Regions from separate parts of the Anser cygnoides genome. Here region 1 is linked to region 2. The links are chromatin contacts, called in public Hi-C maps. All regions are on one chromosome and are shown on one strand. The core of a region is the stretch at or near the end of the contact, and the rest is flanking DNA. Distances in the headings are between cores, read along the strand shown.

Region 1 (6,617 bases), core at 92-2,591, 170 kb before region 2:
TTTAAAGCAAGCTAACTTGGGCTTGTGTCATCCTCTCTGGCTTCCACAGTCTTTGTTTCGTCCCACAAAGCGTGGATGAGGCCCGTTTGCAGCAGAGCAGAACAAGAGCGGATCTGTCTCGGCCCTCCTCGTGCCGGCACCAGCAGCCACAAAGCAGGCAGCGGCGGTTGGCCCCTTGCTAAGGGGCACGAGGAGGCACAGGCGGCTGGAGGGCTCCTTGCCACGGCTCCTCACGAGCTCACCCAGCCATCCTGGAGAGGGGTGCCACGGGAGATGGATCCCAGAGAGAGACCTCAGCTGCGGATGCCTGCCGTCGTTTTGCAAATCACTGGGAGGTACTGTTTCTGGTCAACGGTACAGCCTTACGTAGAGCCATTAAATGTATACGTATATATAGTCTTAAATACAGTGTTTTACTGCAATGAAATAGCTTTGACACAAAAGTGAACAAAGTAAACTTGAACACAATGCAACTCAGCCACCTGCGAGTTACTTGCTGCTGTTGAAGTTCCCCTGGTTTCTGCTGGGGATCCTGGATGTCAACAGAAAATGGTGACAGAGAGCGCTTCGTGAGACCTCCTCACGTAAGCTGTCTTGAAAGGAGAACCAGCAGCTGGTTTTCAGTTCTCCTGTGGCCTGAAGAGCATCAAATAGGGAATATATTTAATACTCGCACGCGCAGTAATAGTGGTAAAGAGAAACCAAAGATCTGCCTTCCACTGCTCTTCGTATTTGAAGTATCCATTTGGTTCATGGGTGAAAACTGCAATAACAATCAAAGTTGGCCTGTAATTTGATTTTTCTGAACGTAGGATGAATCTCACAGGTAAACTTCCTGCGCCAGGCAGGAATTTCACAGGTAAATTTCCTTGGCAGCCAGGCGATGTGGGGCAGCGATCCGCACTGCCCGGGTGAAATGAACTTTATCTGCTACCCGCGAGCGTGCAGGGGGCTTTCCGTCAGCCCCTATGCTCCAAGGAGGCCACAACCTGCGCTCGGGGCGCCCTAGAACACCCCAAAACCACCCCAAAACCACCTCCCCACACGCTCCCCGGGCTGCAGCGCCAGGTGCCCGACCCGGGCCCGGCGTGAGGCGCCCCCACCCCCGGTCGCGGTGCGGGTCCCCCCCACCCGGCTGCGCGTCGGGGGAGCGCCCGGAGGGTGGAGCGAGAGGGCCGGGCTCGGCTTCGGCGGCGGCGATCCGCGCTCCCCGCCGTGCGGGCGGGCGGGCGGGCGGTCGGGCCGGCACTTTCCTTTTCGGAGCGGGGAGGAGCGGCAGCTGCGCAGGCGTTGCTCGCACCCTGTTGATTAGTCAGTGCTGGGATGGCGCTTCCTGGGCCAGGCGCGGCGGCGGCGGGCGGCCCCAGCCGGTGCCGAGGGGCGGCGGGAGCAGCGGCAGCCGCCCGGCGGGCCTCCCCCTCCGCCTAGCCCGGCATGTCCCGCGGCGGCCGGCGCTGAGCGAGGCGAGCTCCGTCCCTCCCTCCTTCCCTCCCTCCCTCCTTCCCGTCCCGTCCCGTCCCGCCGGCGCTGCCCGCCCTGCCCGGGTGGGAAGATGGACCCCGGCCCCTGTCCGGGCTTCAGCCTGAAGGACGTCAAGTGGAGCGCGGTGGCCGTGCCCCTGGACCTGCTCGTCAGCACCTACCGGCTCCCGCAGCTCGCCCGGCTGGACAGCGGTGCGTGGGGCGGCGGGGGGCGGCAGCGCGGGGCTGGGGCCGGGCACCGAAATGGCCGGGGGGCAGCGGGGGCAGCGGTGCCCGGCAGCCGGTGTGCGGTGGGAGGTGCTGCTTCAAGGCCGGGGGAGAGGGAGGCAGCACGCCGGGCCACCCTGCAAATCCCCCTCTTCCCTCCTCCTAGGAAGGCTGCTAAAAAGCAGGGGTGGCGTGAGGAGCCCGCGCCGTCCCCCGATAACTTTTTGCTGCTGTTGGCGTGGGTGCCCACCTGCAGTTGCTAAGTGTGCGTGTCTCTCTCTACTCCAGGACGTAAGCGAGCAGCCCGGCAGGATGGCTGTGGAGCGGTGCTGCGCCGTGCCTGGATGCCTGCCTTAGGAAGTAACCTGCCGGCACGGACAGCCGGGGGACGGGGGGCACTTTTTCCGAAAACTCGCACGGCTGCGTCGCGGTGGCGTTGCGTGGTAGCTCCCTGAAACCCGTCCAGCCCTCCCGTCTCTGAGGGAATGCAGAGGGCAGCTCAAAACCGGGGTTTTTGCCCGGGTTTTATAATTCGCTACCCGGCGAGGTGGCCTTGTAGGTGTGTGATGCCGTAGGTCGGTTCTCTGGCAAAGTTTCCTGTTCGTTTGCAAAGTGAAAAACGAGCACGGGCATTGTCCTCTGTCGCTCCCCGGTGTGCCAGCGAGACCAGGGCTGGTTTATTGCTTAACTGCAGCTCCCGTCATCCGGCGGCGATTCGAGCCAGGGCTTTCGTGACTTTGTCCCTGGGTTGTGCAGTACTAGCGTTTCCTCAGAGCTGGTGCTCAGGAGCAGCTTAAAGGAAAGCTTCTTTGCCGTTTTAACTGCAGCCGGCTATTTTTCCTGCCGGTGAACGTGTATTGTCCTGTGATAATGGCCAAGCTGCTGTATCGAGGAGTTCCTCGTGGTAGTACCTTCTGTCACTGGCAGCAGCTAAGATGGCCTCCAGTCACTGCTCTTAAGGCTGTCAATTTGCTTGAGATTCCTGGCAGTGATTCAGGCTTTAACAGGGTATATATATTGATGACTTATTAATCTCCCTCTCTGTGTGATAGACTTCTTCCCGGTCTCCCCACTCCTCTTGAATTGCTTCACTGGAAGGGACCTGAAAGAGCTTTGTGTGGGTTTTGAGGCAAGGAATTTTTCCCCTCCACCCCTTTCATGGACTTTTTTTTTTTTTGGGGGGGTGTTGGGTCAGACCCAGTGAGAGGAATATCCCTGAACTGAGACAAAACGCTGCTGAGCCTGTGCACGGGCTGTTTGCTTCTGGTGTGCCACACTTAAAGCACGCTGAGCGCTCTTTGATCGTGTCCCGGGATGGCCAGACGGGTGGCAGCTGTCGGAGTAGCTGTCCTGTGAATAAAGTTTGACCCCACGCTAAGCCCTGCTAGGATAGAGCATGGAGCTAACGTGGCAAAGGGGCTTTGGGCTGGAGCTGGCTGAGGTGTGGCCAGTTCAGAGCGCGGGCAGAGGCTCTCGGGTCTGCTTTTACCTCCTTGTACAGACATACCTTTTAACCCAAGGGACTACAGATGGCAGACAAATCAATACTTTGTAGAGAACATAGGCGCCGTGGTCTCGGTGGTGCGAAGGGGATGCTTTTCCCATTTCCAAAGGAGGTTGTCTTGCAATACAAGGAAGCAGCCGCAAGTCAGCGCATAGTCTCCAAAAGGAGACAAGTGCGGTGTGCGTGCAAATGATGGGAGCACCTCCTGGCCCGGGGTGGGTGCTCTGCATCTCCCGCCTTGCCTTGCAAAGCTGCTGAGTGGAGCTCTGTCAGGGAGTTGCTTGGTGCAGTACTGAAGGAAATAAACATAAAATCCATTCCAGGTGCGTGTCATCCAATGCTTAGGCAGTTTAGGGCTACCCCTGTTAACAAAGTAGAGTCTTCTGCCGGTTTTATCGGGGTACAGCTCTGGTCTCCACACTGCTGAAGGCACAGCTTGCAGATAACCAACACGTCCAAGTTTTAGTTGTGTGGAAGTGGCCTTGTCTGTTCTTTAAGCATTGAATTCCTGCTGAGACCAGTGGAAGCTGCAAGCATTCGGTGCTGTTGGAAGTCAAACCACCTGTAGATGTCTGTCTTCAGTCACCTTTCGGTTGCGTGGTTGGCTATGCCGTCTGCAGCAGCGGGTTGTTTTAAGACTGGTTGTTTCAGTCATGGTAAGGTTTTGTGACAGTCAGAACTCATTTATTTTGGAGGACCAGGGTGTAGAGGGGGACTGAAAAGCTGGAGACTTACTTTCTTCAGAAGAGGCCAGCCTTACTGTGTTGTTTCCACGTTTCTTAATGGAATTTAGCACTGTACGGGTAATGTTCATGTATGATATGCACACAATATCTCCGTTTTTTCACTGTTGCCTCACCTTCAGGCCTTTCAGCTTGAAGGGGGAGGATTGGTATGATGAATGCAGTTTCCTACTTTGAGTCTGGATGTGCAGCTCCTGGAAGAATGCCCTTAAGTAGTTCAGTTTGATTTCTTGACAGAAGTTATGAAATATTTATGTGCACTAAATTTGGTCCTCTGCTAAGAAGGGAGGATTTTTCTTGATGATATGGGATAAGGGAGGAATGGGAGGAAGTAGTCTCTTGTGCTACATGAAGGTACAGTTGGAAGTAACTAGGCAGCAGTGCCTACCTTATCTGTCTATAAATGATAAATATGTGAACTTCTGCTTTTCAGGTGAAATTTTAGGACTGTTTAGTTGGGTTCCAGGTTATGCTCTTGGATGCCAAGACAAGTTTTTAAGATGGCCATTTTGAAGATGGCCTGACCCTCCAGGTTTTTTTTAATCGGCTTTGTGTTTCACTATTTTCCTGGTGAATATCATTAGGTTAATTGGGCAAACAGAGTACAGAATAAAGATTCTGTCACTCCAGAGAGGAAGCAAATGTTTTTCCAGCACATAAACTTAAATATTTCCAGAGGACAACTCAAATGCAAAGCCGCTGAAAGAGTACTAAGCACCATCCCAAAGAAAATGAATGAACTTTATGTAACGCTGCATAATTCAGAGCGGGCTGTTGCAGATGAAAAGAAGCAAGATCCAAAGAGTGAGAGGCGAGCGAGCTTTGTGCTGTGTTTTTCCTGCCCTCTTCCCCCGGCCGCCCCAAGTTGCATTGTCACAGCAGAGTCCCACCCCAGTGACACTGAGAGGCTTGTGTCTGGGGTCAGCGGGAAAAGGTTTTCACTCTGGGACCCCGCAGCAAAAAGAGCTCTTGTCCGAGCTCTTGGTCATTGCCATAAGGCAGAAGGTGCGCGTAGCTGGTCCCTGGGAAGGCACGGACATGCGTGCAAGCTTGGGCTGGCTGTCTTCAAGTTATCAGCAGGAAAGGCAAAAAGTGAAAACGTGACTGTTTTTTGCTAATTTGTAATGCTGAAATGATGCTGGGTATGATTATCTCAAGGCTTTAAATTTCTGACGATTATTTTTCTAAGGATAATTTTGGAGGGTAAATGAGAAATGCTATCAAAGATAAGATCTGGAAAATGTCGTTTGCATAGAGCTGACCTTCAGGCCAAGCTTTTCTTTGTAAGCTCACTGCTTCAGGCTCCAAAAGTCTGTTTTCTTGTACTTGGTGGGACTCCCCTTCACCCTGCCAACGCTGCTGTTTCCGCAAGCAGTTGGAAAGCAGACTTTGCTAGAAGATAGTTTTGACCCACAGGTTGGCTATGAAGAGTTCAGGCCTTGTGTATGAAGACTAAAGTTTCTGGGATTAAGAGGTTATCCTCTGGTATTTTATTTTTTTCACAAGGAATAAACATATTTGTACATGCCCTAAAAACGTGTTTGGGAAACCAGTGCTGTAGGGATCAAACATGGTACGTGGCCAGTTGGGGGAAGACCTCAGCTCATGGAGAAGCGGTTCCCTGCTGTGCGCTATGAAAAAATGATGGTGAATTTTTCCGGAAGGGAGTCTGAGGATCACTACGAGCCATTAAGACTCAGAAGGAAATTCTTTTCTCTGCGGCATATATGTGTGGTTGCTTTAAGACGAAACGACAGAACTAGTGGCTAGGAAAAAAAAAAAAAAGGAAAAATCTATACAATAGGTAACAATCTATTTTTAAAAAGGCGGTTTCTTTTTCTTACCCCTCACTAAACTCTTGTGAAGAGCAGTGCTGGGGTGAATAGTGAGTTCGTGCTGCTTGGCATAAAGACATTTTATTTACTGTAGGTATTCAGTTTCCCTTTTTCTCTCCTTTCACAACCTTTCACTGTGACGTCTGTCTACTCCAGGCACCTTCAGTGTCCCGTTGTTCCCTGCAGCGCGTTATTGTGGGGCTTATTCCAGTTCTAAACATCTTGAAAGTGAGCACCCTCGCAGCTTATCAAAGAACATCATACTACAGAGAACAGCTTGGCCGCGCACATAATGAAAATTTCATATTGCGTCACTCCACAAACGCGGGTTATCAGCGCGGCTGAACAATGCTTGGAAACTACAAAGAATCTTATTCTTTTAAGGTCTGGGTGCTGCTGTCTGTGCTTTAATTGTCTTGAATGACCTCCTTCTTTCGAGAAGCTGTTGCCGAGTGTCTCAGCAAGCCTGCTGTTGATCCAAGGGGGAACGAATCACGCGGGGGTGGGACAAGGCTTTCGAGTAGACCAAAAGGAAGTTTCAGATATGCTCAGACTCGGGGCAAATGCCACGGTCTGACTTCCCGCTCTGGGTATGGCTGTCTGTTGTGCTTCATCTTGGTAGGTGACACTTCTCATATGCTGTGCAGATAGGCAAAATACCCGTGTGGTGGTTTTTTGTTGGTGTTGTTTGGTTTTTTAACTTTCCAGTCTCAAGGTATGTTTTATCCATAAGGCTCAATTTCATCCTTTTGTGCTGAGCAGCTTTGAAACTCCACCTGCTTGCACTGTATGTTCTGCCTTTAAAGCATCGTCTCAGACTCATCTTGCTTTCTCTTTTTTTCTACTT
Region 2 (6,447 bases), core at 3,851-6,350:
TTGGTAATACCTTTTAGTTCAAATCCTTCAGGAAACTACTGAAAAATTCCAATATATGGATGCAAATGAAGAAGAAACAAAAGTTTTTTAAAAAATATTTTTTCTGTAGCTTGTTTTTTGTTCTTTAGTTAGTAGAAGCTTACACTATGATTGTATGGATCTGTTGTAATAGTAAGTATCAGAAAATAAGCAGCCTACCTTGTATCTCCTTGCAGTATTTGATTATTAGCCATCCCTCCATTATCAGATATTGTATCATTCCTGCTACTTTATATGAAATAAAAAAAAAGTTAAAAGGTTATTATTGTCCTCCACTATCAAGATTTCTTAAAATTTATTAATAACAAAAATATACGTATATATCCATTAAGTCCCATGAATTTCAAGGCAAAACATAAAATGGCACACATTTTAACTTTCACAACTTTTCTTTTGGATCAAAGCATGTCTCAGTATCTAGTTACCATGGTGACCCTCAGTGGAATACCACACAACTTTATAGGAAATTGGTATACAATAAAATAGGCATTTAGTCAACAGTAATGGTAATGGAGTTTACAACCACGCAACTCAGAAGGCATTTTGAAGTATGAGAGCATAAGACAGGTAGTATTTTATATTTTTTTTTTTACTTATGGCTATGTAAATAGTCATTTAACTACCACGTGGTTGCCTGAGTTATTTACAACTTTCAACTACAGCAAGAACTATTTCCTCATGCTGTGCACAATATCATTTTCCTAAAATAAGAGTGACAAACAGCAACATTTTAGAAAGTACATTTAACCATATATGCACCTCAAGTTATGCCAGAAGAGGCAGCTCAGATACACTGACAACCCTAAGGCCATGAATATTTATTATCACAAATCTGGTCACAGTACGTTTCTTATACTTCTATAATGTTACAGGCACAGGTATTCTACTGTGGCATAATCAATAATTGTATAACAGTATCCAGAAACTTCAGTTAAACATTGCTACAAGCTGTTACCAGAACTAGTTGAACTTCTGCTTTCAGTATACAGATGGACTGAAAACCAAACACACAGAAGTTCAGTGTGCTAAAAATAGGATGTCAACACACAGTAAATAAAGCACAAGCTATATGTAATAAAAATCTCCATGAAACTAGTATGTAAAAATGGTCTTCAAAAAACCTCCCTCCCGCCATCTCTTCTCTCCCCCTAACCCCTCAAAAAACTCCACAACCAAAACAAAACACATCAGTCAGAAGGTATGAGGAAGAAAGCTCTTCAGCTTTACTGTCTGAAAGCAAACTGGTAAATGGCATTTGATTTTATGGTGTGTAACATGCTGGCATTCCTCATACATTTCATAAAAGATCAGTTCAAAACAAATTCAACCTGAAAACAAAAGCTTGCACAGTAATGTTTTGAAACAGGATAACCACTAAAACAGACTTATGAAAAGGGAGGGGGGAATAAATGAAGGGAACTTCCTTGGGGCTAGATATTATGAAATCTGTTACAAAGCAAGCTGCTCAAATTCTGTCAAAGCAAGGAAAGTAAGTTGGAAATACTGTATGTTTTTTTAAAAGAGCCCCTAGAAGACATTCCAAGCCAACATGTAGAAAGGTTTTCTTCTGTATGCTGAGTAAAGAAAAAGATCTGGAAAAACTGTCATTTTTTGAAGTGTAATATAACAGAAAATAATTATTACTAAAAGAAAACATGTCCTGGTAAAAAAAAAAAAAATCCTTTGGGGGGAAAAAAGATGCATGGTTATACATAAAACACCCTGATTACCTGCTCCCTGTTGAATCTTGGGAAATCTGTAAGTTTGGAATAATAGAAGAAACACCATATTCATCCTGATACTTCTTACACGTTTTATAATGCTGTCTCATCCATGAAAATCTAACCTGTAAATGAAATGCCAAATTATTCAAATCGTACTGAATAATCCAGGGACAGAAGGAAGAGAATTCTGCCAACAGAAAGCAATGCATGCAGGGATTATTTAGACATCATATGCAGCAGAAACTCTTTAACTTGTGCCTCCCCTCTCGGGATGAACATTTTCCTTCCTAGCATAAGATCTTCAACTCCTTTTTTTTCCCCCCTGTAGAGCTTCTATCACTGTGAGAAAGGAGAATGTTTCCACACCCCAAACCCTCTACAGCCAGACGACTGAGAAAGCTCTCTCAGGGGTACAAGATGTGAGTAAACTCCACTTGACTGAAACAAAACCATGGGAACTACACCTCTCACATCCAAGATCAATTACTGATGAGCTACTGTGGGGAGGGGACCTGAGGATGGAGGCACCACTTCTCCTTATATTCTCTGGCCCACTGTTTCTCTGTTCAGAGTGAAATCTTTTTGCAGTAGGAGTGTTATGACAACATACAACTTTCCTCCTTGAGAAAAAAAAAAAAGTAAGAGGACATGAATGAACAGCAGCTTATAGATGCCTATCCATTTTAGATGCAAGTAAGACAGTAATGAGTCGCCCAGATTTTGTCTGAACAAAGCTGTGCTGGACATGGCCTAAATCAGAATCTCAGGTCCAGCAGCACTCTCAGAAGTGCTTACAGGTTTAGAAGCTGAACAAGACCACATCTCATGAGCCTGTGCCTAAATTTCATTAAAGTTCTGAAGATCTGCTTCATTCTTCCTTTTGATTTACCAACTTGTTATTGTTTCTTTCTCCCATTTGTGTCATATGAATGTATCAGTGGAACAAAGCAAAAAGCTGATCTTTGCACACTGGCAGACCCAAGACTCAACTGAAATCTAATTAACATAACAATTACATGGATCGGATGAACTTTGATGTAAATAAAATGGGTTGCTAAAATCCTGGATCCAGTTATAGCAGAAGGCAGATTACTCTAGATTTCAGTGGTGTCAGGATTTCACCCGATGCTCTGATAATAATGCCCCCACCACAAAGTAAACAGACTGATGTTCTGTGGGGCAGGGAGAAACTCCACATGATTGTATGTTATGTACAGAGTTAATCAAGTAGTGTTTGTTGTTTGTAATTTAAGTTTTGAAGTAACTCTAAGCACTTTCATTTCCCTCCTGAAAGTGTCTGAGGTTTTCCATATACCTCTAACTTCCATTTTCAGTCACCTAACTTTTATTTTGCCAGTTTTATAGCTATATCCAGATTTCTCATTGTTTTGGGGGAAAAACTGGCACCCCACTCAGAAAGTCACTGTAGACAATAGAAGATCTTCTCTCAGTTTACATGTTAAGCATACCTAACAGGTACCTAATGGTAGGCGTCACATGCCTCATACATACACAAGCCAAACAAAACTAAGTCCAAACTACTACAGGCTTTTTTTTTTTTTTTTTTAGCTCCCAGACATGAATGGCAAACAAGTGTGCCTGTTTAAAAATAAGAACAAGATTATTCAACTTTTTGTAAAGTTTTACTCTACCTGCTTCTCACAGCATCTACAGCCCCCAGAAGCTTTCTTCATATTGTTTTCAACATCTAGAGCCCTTTTGGGATAAGATCTTTCTTTTTTAGTCACACTCCCCCGGCAGAGAGGACAATGTGTTCCACTTTCTCTGATAGCTGTCAAGAAGCACTTCCTGCAAAATCTAAATTGAAAAGTTACCACAAACACAGATTAGCAAAGTGAAAAAAGTTAGATACTTTGTCCTTCAGGAGAGATGAGTGATTACTAGCAAAAAGCAATACGTCAGACTACTGAACAAAAATCTTTAGAAGATAGACATAAGAAAAACAAACAGTGCTTACAAAGAAGTATACGGAAATTAGGGGACCCCGGCAATGAATTTTAGGTAAAAATCTTACTATTTTCTGTCTAGTGCTCCAGAGCTGTGCACTGGATTGATCATTAATGATATTAAATGGTGCAGCAACCACGTGACACTGGAAAATCTTATCAGAGTAATTCCTGTTTATTGTCCTTAAGTGGAGCCAAAAATACTGCAAAGCCTCATTTCTGTAGTTTTCCCAAAGATTCCAGTCCATTCACTTTTGCGTTTCTCCCCGGCTTCTTCTTGAAGCCTCGTATACCAACTATCAAAGGTATTTTGCCTTTCTACTAACCGCACTGTGTGGTTAGTAGAAGAGTACTTTGTGATCAAATATTCCTCCAAAAACGCACGGATTTCCACTAGGAATGGACGAAGGGAAAGAGGGAACAACTAACCTACGACCCCGTTCGGAAAGCGAACGGGAAAGCACAAACGAAGCCTAAAAGTGCAATTTCAGTTAGGTTTCTAAGTTGCCTTCGCTTGCAGCTCAGCTCGGCAGGCACCCAGAGGCCAGGGGGGGGACCTGCTTCAAGACGTGCCTTTTCTAACCGGGCCGCCACAAAAGAGCCGGGTGCGGGTGACACCTCCGGGGCCGGCCTTACACCGAGCCCTGCCGCTGCTTTACCTCGGGGCGCTGCCCGAAAACCTGAAAACCGGGCGGGGGGGGGAGAAGGAAGGCAGAGAAATAAAGGCAGAGACCCGGGGGAGGCGAGGCGACCGCCTCCGCAGGACGGAGGGGAAGGGAAGGAGGGAGGGATACCCACACATGCTGGCAGTTCGCGGTCCTCACGGGCGTTTTGAACACCTCCTGGCACACGGGACAGTAGAAATCATCCTCGTCGAAACGCTGCGCGGCGGCTTCCCCGGCCATGGCCAGGCGCCGGGGCCTCTCAGCGCGGAGCGGGGGCCAGGCGCCAGCCCCCCCCCCCCCACGGGCGCCCCCCGCGGGGCCGCCAGAAGATGGCGGGCGGGCACCTGGCGCCAGGTGGGCGGCGGGGGAACCGAAGGGGCCCGGCACGGCTCGGCTCGGCACGGCCCGGGCCCGGCTCGGGAAGCGCCGCCGCCGCCCCTCGGCGCTCCCTCCCCGCCCCCCGGCCTCGCTGCTACCTGCCGCTGCCCGCGGAGCGCTGCCGCCCCCGCCGCGGAGCCTGCGAGCGGCTCAGCCGCGGCTCGCCCGGCCCGGCTCCATGCTGCGCCCAGGCCCCGCCGCCGCCGCCACCGCTTCGCCCGGGGGACAGGGGCGGGACCGGGGCCTGGGGCGGGCCTGAGTTTCCATGGCGATCGCCTCCCGGCCCGGCGGGACTCTTGTGACACGGCGGGGCGGCCTCGCCCCGCTCCGCCCGGCGCGGCTCGGCACGGCACGGCGCCCCTTCACCCTTCACCTCTCGCCCCGTGCTTACCGCCGGTGCCAGCCCCGCCGCCGGTGCCGGCCCCTTCCCGCAGGCCGCCACCCCGGTCACGGCCCCGGGCTTAGGGACGGCGGGGAGGGCGCCCATGTCGCCGGGTCGTCCGGCCCCCAGGGGTGCCCGGGTTGCGTTGGCGAAGGGCGGCTTGTCGCCGCTGGCCCCGGCCGCAGGGGCGAGCCGGGAGGCAGGGCTGTGCCCGCCGCCAGGGGGCTCCGCCGGGCCCCCCGTGGCCGTGGGTTTGGGCCTGTGCTCGCACCCCGGCACGGTGCGGCCGCAGGGCCGGTACCTGTGCTGTGCTCCTGACGCTTCTCGGCACACAAAAGTTCATGGAGTTAGGAAAAATCCAACTCCTGGGAAGGTGGTGCCGCCCAGATGTCCAGCTGCTGCAACCCCACGTCCCTGTCGTCACCCCCATTTTGAGTATGATGCGACTGCAAACACCGATGTGAAAAAGTATAAAATAAATGCTGGCCCCTGAAGTAGCTAGGGGAAGCGCTACAGGGTAGCAAGCAGGTCTTGTAAGGGCACCCTGACTCTCCGGGAGATAATAAAAATGCGCCGCCAACTCAGCTGAAGGGCAGACATTTCATCTATGTCATAACATTCAGGAGCTTCAATTATTAACTAGCTGAACATTTCCAGTTATGCTGACTAGCACTAATAAATTTAGGACTTTGTGTTAGGAAACTCTTGAGGTATTGAATGTTCTGCAGCTGGTTCAGCATGGTATATTGACAAAGCTGGCTTTCACTAATACCTCTGCCTAAAGAAAGTCTAAAGCCTACGCAAAACAAAAAGTATGTGTGTGCCCTTTGCTCTGCTGTAAGGCATTGCCAGTGGAACACACTGCCTAGCGGTGAGGTGACTGCGCCAGCTGCATCAGCTGCAGAACAAGGCTCAGAAGATGGCTTGTGGAAAGATGACCCCATGCGGCCTCGCATAGGCTATTCAGGAATGCACCTGACCTCTCACTGTGGCCATCTGGATATCATCCAGCACGAGAAACACATCAGCTCTTCAGTTTTGAGCAAGAAAGACCATCAGGATAACCAAAATTAGTTACTTACTTTCTGTGATACTTTGCCTCGTGTATGGAGTGCTTTCCATATACACATATCCATCATCAATAAATAAATAAATAAATAAACAAATATGTTATGTCAAAGAATTAATTGCTTGTGATAGGAAAAAAATAAGTTGTACGTACAAAAAATCATTTATAGATTTACTAACACTAGCAGTATTTCTATGTGTAGTTTTACTGGTATTAGTAATAT

Evidence for each region. Hi-C and Micro-C count contacts between places; a contact is called where the count stands out from the background.
Region 1: a contact with region 2 is called in a Hi-C map of liver, with 4 times the contacts expected there. The contact joins the promoter of GAREM1 here to the promoter of RNF138 in region 2. A contact is called at or near these places in 3 of 7 Hi-C or Micro-C datasets (all in liver).

What each region holds. Positions count from the first base shown.
Region 1 is chr2:117,819,239-117,825,855 of Taihu_goose_T2T_genome, reverse strand. GAREM1 (GRB2 associated regulator of MAPK1 subtype 1) reads left to right here and starts at 1,341. Exons shown (of 6, transcript XM_048049375.2): 1 at 1,341-1,673. The coding sequence starts at 1,553. LOC136790176 (a long non-coding RNA gene) reads right to left here and starts at 1,259. Exons shown (of 2, transcript XR_010829662.1): 1 at 1,132-1,259; 2 at 1-636.
Region 2 is chr2:117,654,908-117,661,354 of Taihu_goose_T2T_genome, reverse strand. RNF138 (ring finger protein 138) reads right to left here and starts at 5,100. Exons shown (of 7, transcript XM_013184951.3): 1 at 4,529-5,100; 2 at 3,416-3,581; 3 at 1,770-1,885; 4 at 199-267. The coding sequence starts at 4,635.